Regions from separate parts of the Sus scrofa genome. Here region 2 is linked to region 1. The links are chromatin contacts, called in public HiChIP or PLAC-seq maps. All regions are on one chromosome and are shown on one strand. Each heading gives the region's core, a stretch centred on a gene start, on an enhancer-like site or on the middle of the called end of the contact. The rest is flanking DNA. Distances are from core to core; before and after follow the strand shown.

Evidence for each region. HiChIP or PLAC-seq counts read pairs in DNA pulled down with a chosen protein or histone mark.
Region 2: an H3K27ac HiChIP or PLAC-seq map of alveolar macrophages shows a contact between it and region 1. The contact joins the enhancer-like site here to the promoter of BMI1 in region 1. A contact is called at or near these places in 1 of 5 promoter capture datasets (liver), 11 of 47 Hi-C or Micro-C datasets (alveolar macrophages, blood, brain and 7 more) and 2 of 2 datasets of contacts at active chromatin or transcription factors (alveolar macrophages and skeletal muscle).

The regions. Positions count from the first base shown.
Region 1 is chr10:52,593,976-52,600,807 of Sscrofa11.1, forward strand. It overlaps BMI1 (BMI1 proto-oncogene, polycomb ring finger), which reads right to left and starts at 2,179. Exons shown (of 10, transcript NM_001285971.1): 1 at 1,946-2,179. It overlaps COMMD3 (COMM domain-containing protein 3), which reads right to left. Exons shown (of 8, transcript XM_005668159.3): 2 at 5,749-5,860; 3 at 5,567-5,630; 4 at 5,427-5,461; 5 at 5,020-5,080; 6 at 4,874-4,930; 7 at 4,721-4,780; 8 at 3,416-3,792. The coding sequence ends at 3,733.
Region 2 is chr10:52,668,082-52,675,041 of Sscrofa11.1, forward strand. No RefSeq gene overlaps it. Among named protein-coding and RNA genes, the nearest start is that of TRNAN-GUU, 5.3 kb to the right of the region's middle. Within about 2 kb of position 5,105, at least 2 of the 83 cell types and tissues checked have an H3K27ac peak or open chromatin away from gene starts, as enhancers often do. A contact at or near this core is called in alveolar macrophages, where this site is marked.

The DNA.
Region 1 (6,832 bases), core at 929-3,428:
TTCTTACATTAACAATCAGCTTGACGACTGCACTCTAAGAAATGCAAATGAACTCCATAACCCCAGTTGGGGTTCCCAGCCCAATACAAGTATGGGAAAAGCTGGGGTTAACTTGACTTCTAGAGAGAATTTTACCTGTGGGGGCACTTAATGCTCATCCAAGAACTTGGTGGTAGAGTATTATTAATGGACTGACCAAGTACAACTAAATGCTCAATTTTCTTAAAGAAGCTTGTGTGTGTGTGTGTGTGTGTGTGTGTGTATACACACACATGCATATATAGCGACTTTTGTATAGCTTTAAAGATACTGTTACTAGGCATAAATTTACAAAGGTAGGTTATTTCAAACACCTTTGCACTTGGGGCAGATGTATGAGGATGAACTCAAGTATTAAAAAAATTAAAAATTTGCTCATAAAAATCAATCTCTAAGGGATTCTACTTAAATTAAAACTCAAATGTTAATACAGTCTCATAAGTTAGCATATGCTGTTAACAATTGGCATCCTAAGTTTCAAGACTTTAGTGTGGTTTATAATATGTTTCTGCAACATGAGAGTTAAGGTTCTTATAAAACATAGGTTGAACTACTCATAACATTCTAGACATCACCAACCTACACTTGGATTTGAATAAATATGCCTAGAATTTTGCCTACTTTAAAGGAAGGGGTTAATACATGCTCCTCTTTCAAATATTGAACCGTGACCACTAAGCCCACTAAATCCTTTTATTGCAATTGGGAATGATCAAAGTCTCTCTACTTGTTTACTTCCAATTATTAACTGTAAATCTCTGGGAAAAAGATCATGCTATATCGCTGTCAAACCCCAAAGACTGCGTAAACATATGCCATCAACTTTTTAGTGCTCATTTTCCAAAGCATCTCTTCACCACATGACCCATGCTGACATTTAGCAAAACCTATGAAACGTTGTGGACTTAAGTAATGGTTCTGGGTGCATCCCATACTAGAGGTTGAAAGAAAAACTATAGTCTTTGAGAGGGGGGAAAAAAAGAAAAAAGAAAGAAAGAGAGGAAACCTCTTGCAAGACTAACGTCCACTCACCATCATCACTCCAAAAAAAGCTCCAAATTTGAAATGCCCACTTCCCAGTGAGCACGTCCCAAGTAGTGTTTGGAGGACTTATCCGAGACTCCCAACAAATAACACCTTGAAAACTTTACCATTTTAAACACAAATGCAGGAGACCTAGGAAACAACTGGGAACCGCCATCTTACAAGCCATCTAATTTCACACAAGTGTCCCTCCAACTTAAGTTAATAACATTTTTGTTCGGGCTCTCTCCAGTCTAACATCCACCTTAGCGGGATCGCTGCCCCCCACGCAACCCGTCCCTATAAAATGGGGGCGTTCTCTGGCTGTTAAAACCCCTCCAAAGCCCTTTCTTCGGGAGAGGAGGGAAGCCACTTGACCCAAGCAGCTCCCGATTTCAGGCACCCGTCCCCGTTTCATCAAAATCTACCTCTCAACAAAGGGCGCCGTGGCCGGGAGAGCCGCAGAGGCTGCAAATAGAAGTGTTCTTCTCGGGGGCCATGTGCGTCGCGAGGGTGTAGAGGGGCGCTCGGGGGAGAAAGGAACTAAAACGTGGGGCCGCGCGCGGCGCGTCCGGGCTGGAGCGGGCGGCGGCTGGAGCGGCGCCGAGGCCGGCTGGCGGCGGCGGCGCGGCGCGGGCTGCGGGTCGGTCCCGGCGCCGCGGGAGTCGGCGGGCGGCGGCGGGCGCGCGCTCGCGGGCGCGGGCGGCGCGCGGGGCCGGCGGGCGGCGGCGCGGGGCTCGGCGCCCACGCTGTCAGCGCCCTCCCGGCCGGCGCGGGCGAGACGCGGGGGGGCCGCTCCCGGTCCACCCGCGGCCGGCCCGAGCCCCGCACGGCCCCCGCCGCCCCCAGGCCCCGTCCCGGAGGCGCCTAGCCTCCTACGTACCCGGAAAAAGCAGCCGGCGAGAGACGATCGAAGCGGGCGGAAAAGACAATGAAAGTTAAAAGTCGTTCAGCAGAAAATGAATGTGAGCCAAGCGGCCATCTTGAAGCGAGCTGCAGACGCCGCTGTCAATGGGCAACGAGCGCAGCCGAGAGGAGCGGCGGCCGCCGCGCTCGGCTCATGCTGCCTCCCGAGCCCGGCCTCCTCCTCCTCCTCCTCCGCCTCGGCCTCCTCCTCCTCCGCGGCCTCCTCCTCCTCCTCCTCCTCGGCCTCCAACGCCTCCTCCTCCTGGGCCTCCTCCTCCTCCTCCTCGGCCGCCGCCGCCTCCTCCCGCTCCTCACTCGGGGGAGGGAGCGCGCGGAGGGGGCGCGATCAGTATTATTCTGCGGGGCTGGGAGGTGTTTCTAATCCGGATCGGGGCTCCCTCACCACCATCCCCATTGTCTCGCCCCGATCTCTGCCTTTAATACTACGATTATTATTTCATAGTTGCCGTGGGGGGAGGAGGGCGGGTGGGGGGGCGCCGTGTGTGTGCGTGCGGAGCGGCGGGGGGGAGGGGAGGAAGGATGAGGAGGGGGGAGGGGATGGTGGAAAAAAAAAAAAGCACTGCTGAAGGCAGAGTGGAAACTGACACCGGCTCCAAAATGGCTCAGAGTCCGCCCGCCCCCTCCCCCCGCCGCCCCCCCTCCGGGTCACGTGCTCCCCTCATTCCTTAAGGGCGGCCTGGGAATTAGTGTCGGTGTAGTCGGGCCCGCGGCCGCCCCCTCCCCTCGGAGCAGCGCTACCCGGCCCCCTCCCCCTCGCTCGGCGCGGCGGCGCTGGCTGCGGAGACATTTCTCCACAGCGCCACCCGCGCCACCCAGCTCTCGGCGCGGGCATCGCTCCGGCCCCGCACGCAGCTCAGCCCACCCCACCCCCCGTTATTTCTTTCTTTCGCCGCCCGCCTCCGCCCGCGGCGCACACGTCCCCGGGCTCCCGCCGAGCCGCCGCCCCCCGCCTGGCCCCACCGGCCCCACGGGCTGCGGCCCAGAATCCGGCGGCGCGGAACCTGCGCCTGAGTTGGGCTCGCGGAAACAACAGCGCCCGCCCCAGTCTTCCCGCGGCCGCGCCGGCCCCCTTCCCCGCCCGCCAGTGGCCGAGGCGGGGCGCGCGCGGGCAGCCGCTCGCTCCGGGCAGGGGCTCGGCGCGGGACCGGCCGGGTCGGGCCTCCGGAGCTCCGCGTGCGAGGGTCGGGCTTCGGGCGAACCCTCGGGCGCAGGTAACGGGATCGGCCGGCTCCCGCCGCGGGGCGACCGCGCCTGCTCCCCACGTCCCGAAGCTGGGGTCTTGAAGCAAAGCCGCCCCCGGAGATCGCATCCTTTCCCACTGTGTTTAACTTAGATCCTGAGAAAAGGCGATCGTTAAAAGTTAACGCCAGTCGTGTCTATGTCCTCAGAGTAATAATTAACAAACTCAAATCCAAACTCTCACCACTCTTTTTGTGGGAACAACTTATTTATTCAAAATGTAATACTGTCTGCTTCCTCTTGTAAGACTTGAAAAAATCAAGTGGGATCAATGTACGAATAATACTAAAGACGATTCATATACTTAGGCAGAATGTCCCTCTCAACCCTTTCACACATGTAAAAAAAAAAGTAGTGTCAAAATTGTTGAGTGACAGAAATCAAAAAGAAAAAATTTATTCTCTTGAAAAGGAATACATCCAGCTCGCACAAATGGTGGTTCGGCGGATGGCAAGGCGTTCCTGGTCTTTCTCTAGACCCGGGCAGATCTTTAACTTCCCCAAGTTACAACTGAGTTGCTCTTTCCAGGCTTTTCGAAGCATCTTTAAGTTTTCCTACTAAGTCCTGAAAGAGGTATATGATGGCACGTTTTTAGCATAAACACAAGAAAGAAGTATGCAAGTTTGAGAAAGATGCAAGGAAAAAGTCGGGAGGTACTTTGTAAACAAATTTAAAACTGATAAAGATTTTAAATCTTTGACAAACCACTATCAAAAGAAGGTTTTCCTCTAAAAATATCTTATCTTCAAATGGGCTACTTGCCCTCAGATGTGAAATACGGTTTCTAACTGAATCCTCTGAACAGGCAAGGCGTATCAAAATTAAATTTCTCAAGTTGTCTAACAAAGATTATGCTGTATTCACATCTGAAAGTTTAAAGTTTGATTAATGGTTACATTAAAAGAACTCTGCAGGAGATCTCTTTTGAAAAATTCAATTTCATCAAAATTTCAAGTAATGACCATCATTTTTTAAGTGGTAAGAAATAAATTCGTTGTCATGTCTATTAATCAATGTAATTTTGAATCTCTCCAGTCTTAAATTGACAATATAGTTTTAGGATTTTTGTATACCTGCTGCTTTATAAAAAATCATTTTAAAAGCACTGTTTAAAAATCCTGTTTTTGAATGTTTAATTCAATTTCTGAAAGCAAGAAACACATTTTTCAAAGCCAAGTTCTTCATTTTGCTTTGTCCTGTTGGCTCAAACACATTACTAATGGAAAGAATTGACACTCAACACTATACAAGTTTATTTTAATTGGAGGGAATAGCAAAAGCAGACCAATTCTGTTAGTAACATCTTAATCTCAAAAGTGAAGCCCACAATAAAATATTGCTTTTGAAGCCCCCATCCATTAAATCCTTAACCAACCTTCATTATCTACTGACAGATGGTTAATTTTCTTTTGAACTTGCCATAGGCATAATTTTCAGTTTAAAAAAAATCTATAAAAAGATAGAGGTATATGCATAGATCCTAATACTGTACCTGTAATTGTTCCATGTTGCAACTAAAATTAATCTCTGGGTGGGATGGGAAATCAGTGTTCTAGGAAAGAAAAAAAATGCTTTTTATTTAAATCAAGGCAATTTTAAATTTCATTACACATTTAATTTTTAGATAGGGCTGACATATAGATACCTCTACATTTAAGGTCACCAAATATGCAGGTCTGTACATCTTATGAAGCTGACTGGTCTAAAACAACACAACACATACATTTCAGTCTTTATTTTTTTTTTTAAAGTACCCTAAATTCCCCTAGAGAACAGTTTGTTAAACTTTACCTTTATCTGATATTCCAAACGCCAAGAAACATCAGTTATATGAGGGAGAGATCTGCCTATACTGAAAGATACAATGATAATTTTATACATAATAGCTACAGAAAAACTTTCAGTATTTATCAACAATGGTGTCTGTCCCCCCCCCCCCACAATTTTAATCCATTCTGAACTTAAAACATTGTTAAACTTTATTTTCAAGTTCTGAGTAGTAAAAAAGCATTTAAAAATTATCTCAATAAACTTTATCTTTCATAACATTAGATTAACTTCAATTGTTTCACTTGCCCTTTGGCCCCTTTTCTTTTGGTCTAGCTCCCAGTTTTGTCCTGTTTTGTTTCACACCAGCACTCTCCATTCATACCTGCAAGTGAAAAGTGGCTCAGCTTGACACCTTATACAGTACCTACCTTCCCAGTAGGATTTCTAGGGAATTTCTATTATTCTGGGAGGAAAAAAAAAAGAAGAAGAAGAAAAACACATCTTTGCAAACTGAATAGAAGAAAAACAGTAACTGTTAATTTTTAAAAATTTAAGTAAGTGACCTGACCTGATATTCTGTGCAAAACAATTCTATTCTCTCTCTATCAAATTTACAGTCTTCTAGGTAAGTGCTGAAGGAAAAAAAAACAAAAAACAAAAAAACAAAGTTTAATTTCTATTTTAAAAACTGAATCTGGAATCATAAAGGTACTATTTGAAAAGAAATGGATATTTAAATAAATCCTGTACCTTAGAGTTGATTTGTCAGCTCTTTGCTTTCCAGCCTCCAGTATGTAAGTTGCAGCTGCGGCATGACAATGTTTTAAAACCACTGGGTCGATACATTTCAAGTCTGGGTGATCTAAAATACATTAATTGGCAGTGATGCCTGTGATAACAAATTCTTTGTAGTCCTGTTTCTAAAAAGATATTTTTATTTGGGTAAAGAACCCCCTTTTAACAAGATAACAAGAAGAATTCAACTGTAAGGACTGCCAATTATAAGTAAATGAGAGGAGCAACATGGTCAATGGCAAAATAATAAAGAGCACACGTCAATAATTATGCTGTTACCTGGTCTCGATTACCTTCTCTTTATTTTGCCTTAACACTTTTGTGTGTGGGGGTGTGTGTGTTTAAATATAGTCCTAGTGTAAAATAACTTTGCAGTGATCATTGTAACGCTGGATGGAGTCAATTCAGAGGAAAATAAGATGAATATTTTTACATGGTGTAAATTTAAGAAGGAATAAACTTTCCTTCTAAAGATTGATTAATTTTAGGGTAACTGGCTCCATGGACTAATTAATACATGGGGGTTGGGGAGAGGGAACTAGTGCAGAATATAAAATACAATTTTCAAAATATTTTCAGGTTTCGACAGTCATCTTTTTTTTTTTTTTTTTGAGATTAACCCAGGTGGTGGTTACTATTTTCGTCTAAAGGACTTCCACTTTCATACTTTTTGCACACGTGTTTAGCTCGTGAAACTAAAGAAAAAAACAAAAATTTGAATTGAGATATTTATATTTAAGAAAATCATCTAAAAGTGATCTGTCTTAAAACATGCCTCCATCCATACTGACACCGCACTCCGCAATCACTGACCGGACCACTTACAAAAGACTCTTGATAACTGGTGCGGAACAAAACCTTATGCACCACAGTTTAAGGTTCTAGACGTGGAACCTGTGCAAAACATATTGAACTAGTGTTGGAGTGATCAGAAGAACTTGAGGTAGTCTCTAAGCTGGAAAATGTCAACACTATTTGACCTGGTAATTACTCTGGAAGCAGACCTTTAAAACCTTTGCCAGCCTAGCACTTAAAGCTT
Region 2 (6,960 bases), core at 3,855-6,354, 77 kb after region 1:
TGTGTGTGGGTTCTCTGTTATCTCTGAAAGGATTTTTGATTTTTGTGATTATTTAGACAGCGCTAAATCTTTGAAAAATCCCTGTGCTCTATGTTTTATTGTCCATGCTTAAGAACTGTGTGACGGTTAATTTTATGTGTCAACCTGGTTGGGCTGAGAGATACCCAGATTGCTAGTAAAACATTATTTCTGGGTGTATCCGTGAGAGTGTTTCCAAAGGAGATGAGCATTTGAATCAGTAGACAGAGGAAAGAAGATACCCCTGACCGGTGTGGGTAGGCAGCATCCAATCCACCTGAATGGGGCCTGAATGGAAGAAAAGGCAGAGGAAAGGCATTTCTGTTTGAACTGGGACACCTGTCTTCCACCCTTAGACTCTGGTGCTCCTTTTCTTGGGCAGGACTGAGACTTGCACCCTTGGTTCCCCTGGTTCTCAGGCCTTTGGGCTTGGACTGGACCTCCAGCTTCCAGATGGCAGATTGTGGCGGTTCTTAGCTTCTATAACCTCAGGGGGCAGCATTTCAGAATAAATCTCTTTCTATATATATGTGTATATGTCCTACTGGTTCTGTTTCTCTGAGGAGCTCAGACTAATAGAAACTGTTTTGCGGCAGGCAACCTAGGACCAGAGGCCTGTGTGCCCAAACCTCAGTAAACTCCAGCAGCTCCATATGCATCTCAGTTCACAGTTTCAGAAGTTCAAGTGTGTCTGTTCACCAAGAGGCTAAAGGGGAAGAAGACTTGACTCTTCAAAACCAACTGGTGAAGGATTTTATTTTTGAACCACAAAACTCAGTGACCATTCACTGAGGGCTCCACCCCTCCAAAAAAACTATATAGGCAACGGTTGTTTCCTTTTCTGGTAGCTATTTCTCAGGAGATGAAGTGTCAGGTCGGAATTATTTAGTGAACATTTAACTGAGACAAAGAAGAAATACAGTTAGGAGATTTTTAAATAAAATTTTAAATTATTATTTCTGTTTGAAGATGAATAGATTGAGAAGATGTGGCTTATATATACATTGGAATACTACTCAGCCATAAAAGAGAATGAAATAATGCCATCTGCAACAACACGAATGCAACTCATACTAATTGAAGTCAGAAAGAGAAAGACAAATACCATATCACTAATATGGCACAAATGAACCTGTCTACAAAATAGAAACAGACTCATAGACATGAGAATAGACTTGTGGTTGCCAAGAGGGAGGGACGAAGCAGTGGGATAGACTGGGAATTGGGGTTAGTAGATGCAAACTATTACATTTAGAATAGATAAGCCATGAAGCCCTTCTGTGTACAGCACAGGGAACTATATCCAATCTCTTGGAATAGACCATGAAGGAAAATAATATAAGAAAAATGATATAAGAAAAAAATAATATAAGAATATAATAAAATAGACCATGATGGAAAATAATACAAAAAATATTTTCTTATAATAATATAAGAAAAAAATAATTCTTTGAAGACTCAAGTCTTCTTCCCCTTTAATCTCTTGGTGAACAGACACACTTGAACTTCTGAAACTGTAAAGTGAGATGCACATGGAGCTGCTGGAGTTTACTGAGGTTTAGGCACATGGGCCTCTGGTCCTAGGTTGCCTGCCGCAAAACAGTTTCTATACACACACACACACATACATACATACATATACATATGTATAGACATATACACACATATTTGTATGTATGACTGGGTCACTTTGCTATACTTTTAAAATCAGCTATACTTTAATAAAATTAAAAAAAATATTTTCCCCTGCCTGTTAAAAATTAGGTAGCCAGAGTATTTGTTTTTGGAAAATTTACCTCTATCATTCAGAAACAAAATAATGTTATCGGGCACAGGAAAATTTGCTTAGTGTGCCTAAGAATGACTACAGCACAGCAGGATAGGGAAGCAGTCCAACACGCTTAAGGTTAAAACCAATGTGTAAACACTAGGAAAATACTTTACTTGTTTTAAAAAAATAAGAAATACCTGTTTCTTAAGAATAATTATAATTGTTCAAGTGATAAAAAAAAAGTATTTCTTTTTGAATAGTGGAGACCATTCGTATTGCATGATGCTGAGGAGTACTGAGAAGTTCTGCTTCTGCCAAACTCATGATGAGCAACATCACCCAGCTCTTTGTGCTTGTCCTAGCCCCATTTTTTTTTTCATTTTTTTCATTTCATTGTTTCAGGTTGATGTTATAGTATTCAGTTGACTAAATGTGTTAGAGGGAGCAAAAGCACCTAACCTGAATCTAGTCATGAGGAAACACTAGATGACCTGGTATTTAAGGACATTTTACAGCATAACTGGCCTATAATCTGCTGAAATGTCCAAGTCATGGTATGTACGACTCTGAAACAGAGACAGACTCAAGAACTGTTACAGATTAAAGGAGACTGAAAGACATGATGATGACATGCAAATCATGATCTTGGATTTTCTTTTGCAATAAAGGACCTTACTGGAACAACTGGTGAAATCTGAATAGTGTTCTACAGATGGAGTCCTAATCCTAATAGTGCCATGTCCATGTTAAGACCTTATTTTGATCATTGTGCTGAGGTTATGTAATAAAATTCCTCAATTTTAGGAAGCACACTCAAGTATTTAGGGGTATCACACCTGCAATTTACTTTTAAACATTTAGAAAAAATTAAATATGTAGAGAATGGAATAAAGTCAATGTAATAAGATACTAACATTTGGTTGAATTATTTGTACTGTTCTTGCAACTTTTAAGTCTGAAATCATGTTAAAAAAACTTTAAAGTAGTGGAAAAAAATTAAAATCTCCAAATTGTTTTAAAAATACCAAATGTACAATACTCAAGGATTATTCTGTACTAATGAAAAGGAAAGAAAAGAAAAGGGCAGGATATCCTATCAGTTAAGAAAGTAGTCTGGAGAAAGATGCCTGGATTTGAATCCTCACTCTGTTACTTACTAGCTGTGTGCTCTGGGTAAGTAACTTCTAAGTTTCTCTGCCTATAAAACAGGGATGATAATAATGGTTGTCATAAAATTTAAAAGAGTAAATATTTACAAAGGATTTGGAACAGTGCCTGAAACAAAGTATTATATGTTGCGTTTGTTAAATGAATAAGTCTAGAAAAGCTTTTCTGCCTTAATAGTACCAAAATCACCTTTAGGGATAGCAGGAAACGTTAAACAAATTTAAAAGTTTTTCTGGAAACATTTGATTTAGATTCTTATTAGTCTCTTCTTTGATTAACTGTATTTTTCCAGTACTGATTTTTTAGTCAGCCTCATATTAGGAACCTGTAAACTCCGCTAATACTTTACAGTAAATATTGAACATAGCTCTTTCATTTTCATTACTGTTTTCAATTATTCAGTACATTTATTTAGCGTGACTAAGTCAGTCAAATGCTGTAGGAGGTATGAAGATGGAAGACATTTTTGACCTTATGGAGTATACAAGTTAGAAGGGGGATTAAATAGGTACCAAATGGTATAATATAAAGTGAGATTTGGCGGGGAAAACGTGCTAGATGGTTAACAAGAAGGAAAGATGATATCTAGTTGGAGGGATAAAGAAACGTTTCATAGAGGATGAGGCCACTATAGGAGATTGAAGGAGAAATAAGTCTTTAATAGGTAAAATGAGGGTATGTAATAGGCCAGGGAGGGTGTTCTAAGAACAGGGATGAGAGAGGAAAAAAAGGTACAGCAGAAAGGAGCAAGAGGTGGTACCTTGAGTAAGTCATTTAAAGTTTAAATAGGTTTAGGGTTTAAAATTTTAAGCCACTGTAAGCCTTAGTTTCTTTATTCATAAAATGGGTTTAACAATAGTGTCCATCTTGCAAAATAGATGAAAGTAAATGCATGTAAATGCTCTTTAAATGTTGTTATTTATTGGAGCTTAGATGCTATGCAGAAAAATAGAATCATGGCATGTATTGGATTATATTAAATAGTGAAAATGAGGGTGGAAAGGAGGAGACATAGTCAAAGTTTAGAAATGTTGCAAAGTTAGAATCTATGACTTTGTAACTGACTCAAGGTAAGAAATGAAAAACAAGGAACTTGTGATGATGCCAGGATTTCAACTTGGGCTGCTGAAAGAGAGGTAGCGTCCTTAAAGGGCACGGGGAATAGAAACTCACTTTCACTATACCTCGTAAACCCTGGCTACTGGGCTAGTGCTTTACTGGTGATATCTCATATTTGAAAAACATTCTTTTGGTGGGAGCATGCCTTAAATATACAAGAGCACTTGTTATTTATAAAGTCCTAGGATGAATCATTTTGTAATACCACTATGTGCCTTCCAAAATTCTAACAATGCTATGGGAAACTATTCATTAAGTGATCAGTTCATTGAATACCAGCTCGTTACCAGGTACAGTCTTTTCAATGACTTCAAGGTTTTCTATCCATTTATGAGAAGTAGCTGCAAGGAAGAAGCTCTTTCTAAGGCACGGGGCTGTACTTATTCCCCATAACTGAAAATTTATGGAAATAGTGGAAATGAGGGGCACTGGTTTCACCCTTACACCTTGCACTCTGCTTTCACTGGCATCTCACCAAAGGAAGGAGTGTCTGTGCCAGCAACTGGTATTTCTCCTGAATGAATCATCTTTTTAAAAATTAAAAAAAAATTTTTTTGGCTGTGCCTACGTCATGTGGAATTTCCCTAAACCAGGGATGGAACCTGTACCACAGCAGCAAACTGAGCCACTGCAGTGACAACGCTAGATCCTTAATCTGCTGCACCACAAGGGAACTCCCTGAATGAATCATCTTTTTTATCATCTTTTTTTAGTGCTTCATTTGTGGCATATGGAAGTTCCCAGGCTAGGGGTCAAATCAGAGCTGCAGCGTCCAGCCACAGCAACACCAGATCCAAGCCACATCTGCAACCTACATCGCAGTTTGCAGCAATGCCGGATCGTTAACCCATTGAATGAGGCCAGGGTTCGAACCGGCATCCTCAGGGACACTATGCTGGGTTCTTAACAGGAACAACGGGAACTCTTTTAATGTTCACTTTTAATGAATGAGTTCAGAAAGAGAGGCAGGAACAGGAATTTATCGGCACTTCCCCAGTATGGATGAGACAGCAAAAAACTGTTGCCTCCAACTGCTCTCTTTCCATCTGAACACATGGAAAAGAAAAGCTGTGGCTGCCTCACTGATAGTGGTGTGGTCAAGAGAAGGACCGTGGAGCAGAACCTATCAATGTTACTGAGGTAACTATAGGGTCTTTCTGGAGAAGTTTTCCAAGGCTGCTGGAGAAAGTGAAAATCCATGCTGCTCTCCCACCCTCCACCCCTCCTACCATTTCCAACTGGATCCAGGAGTCTACTGGTCTGGACACAGTTGAAATTATCAATGTTATTAGTAACTCATACTTTTTTTTTAACTATTGAGATAAACAATGATTAATATTTAGTTCTATATTCTTTGGTAAAACCATAGAAAATGATTTCTACCTTCAAAAGAGAGGTTCATGAAGAAAAAGCTATATATTTTTAATAATTTTGATTGCAGCATTAGAATTGAATATTAGTATATTATTTCTGGCTCACTTTACCTTTTCTCTTATACCACATTTAATTAAAAATAAAATGGAGATTTTTGATCTGAATAATTTTACAAAAATTTCCAGTTAAGTGACATAATTTTGTTTATCTAATTTTATTTTTTAGGGCCATACCTGCAGCATATGGAAGTTCCCAGGCCAGGGGGCGAATTGGAGCCACAGCTGCTGGCTTACACCACAGCCATAGCAATGCTGGATCTGAGCCTAGTCTGCTAGCTGGATCCTTAATCCACAGAGCAAACCTGCATCCTCATGAATACTAGTCGGGTTCATAACTCACTGAGCCACAACGGGAACTCTGTGACATAATTTTTAAAATGATGGAAAAAAAATATGACATTCTAACACAGCTTTCCCAATTTCCTTATTTTATGTGTAGACCCAATTTAATGGTCAACTATGGAAAACGTATGCTCGATGAATACTATTTTGTGTCATGTTGCTCTTGGCTTGCTACACTGATAACTGATCCTTAGTCAATAATTTTGAATGAGAATGATATTTTTAGTGAGTTGGACATATCATTTAAGCTTGAACCTGGCTAGAAGGATCTGACTCCCCTTTACTACACATCAGTTTTGAAATGTGACATCAATTGACTTGAAAATTAGTCTCGTAGTTCTTCTCTTGCTTTTAGAGACTCCTGGCTCAGCCTTCTCTTTTCATTGATTACCTGGTGCCACAATCTTCTATTTATTGAGAACATTTCTCTAATTCACTGGATTACTTTTAAAATTCTCACTAACTGGATTTTTTCCACCTTAAAAATTCAGTCCCCATCCTTTGAAAGTACAGGACTTGAAGAGAGTTAAGGTCCTGAACAATATATTCATGGAAATCCTGTGAGCTGCCTCGTCTGTTGGTGTGAAGCAGTAGGCACAACTTCTGGGAGTGTTGGATTCATGCTATCAGGAAGGTCTATACCCAGCGTGGTCCATCTTGCCTTGTTGGTCAAGACAAGTGGATCCCATTTGCAAGATGTTGTTGTTGTTTTTGTTTTGTCTTTTTTTTTTTTTTTTTCCTCTCTAAGAAGGAAATAAAATATACAGGCCTATTAATCTGCAAAGGTCAGCTTCTTTGATAGTAATTTAAAGTTGCAATATCACACAAAAAAGAGGTAAAATGCTTGGTCCTCTTCATTTTAGCATTTCTAAAAGACCTAAGAACTAACGAAGCTATAAGAATCATTGGCTATAAGAATCATAACGGCTATAAGAAACATTGGCTGTGTGTTATCCCGACATTTAAGGAAAAATGATCTAGGTTTCTAAACTTAATCCACTGGGCTTAATTTGGCTTCAAAAACTGGGTGCGGATAGCAAGGCCCAAGATAAGTACAAAGATTTAGATGCCAATAAACGCTCTTATTTTCGTCATGGGCATTTTGTATAA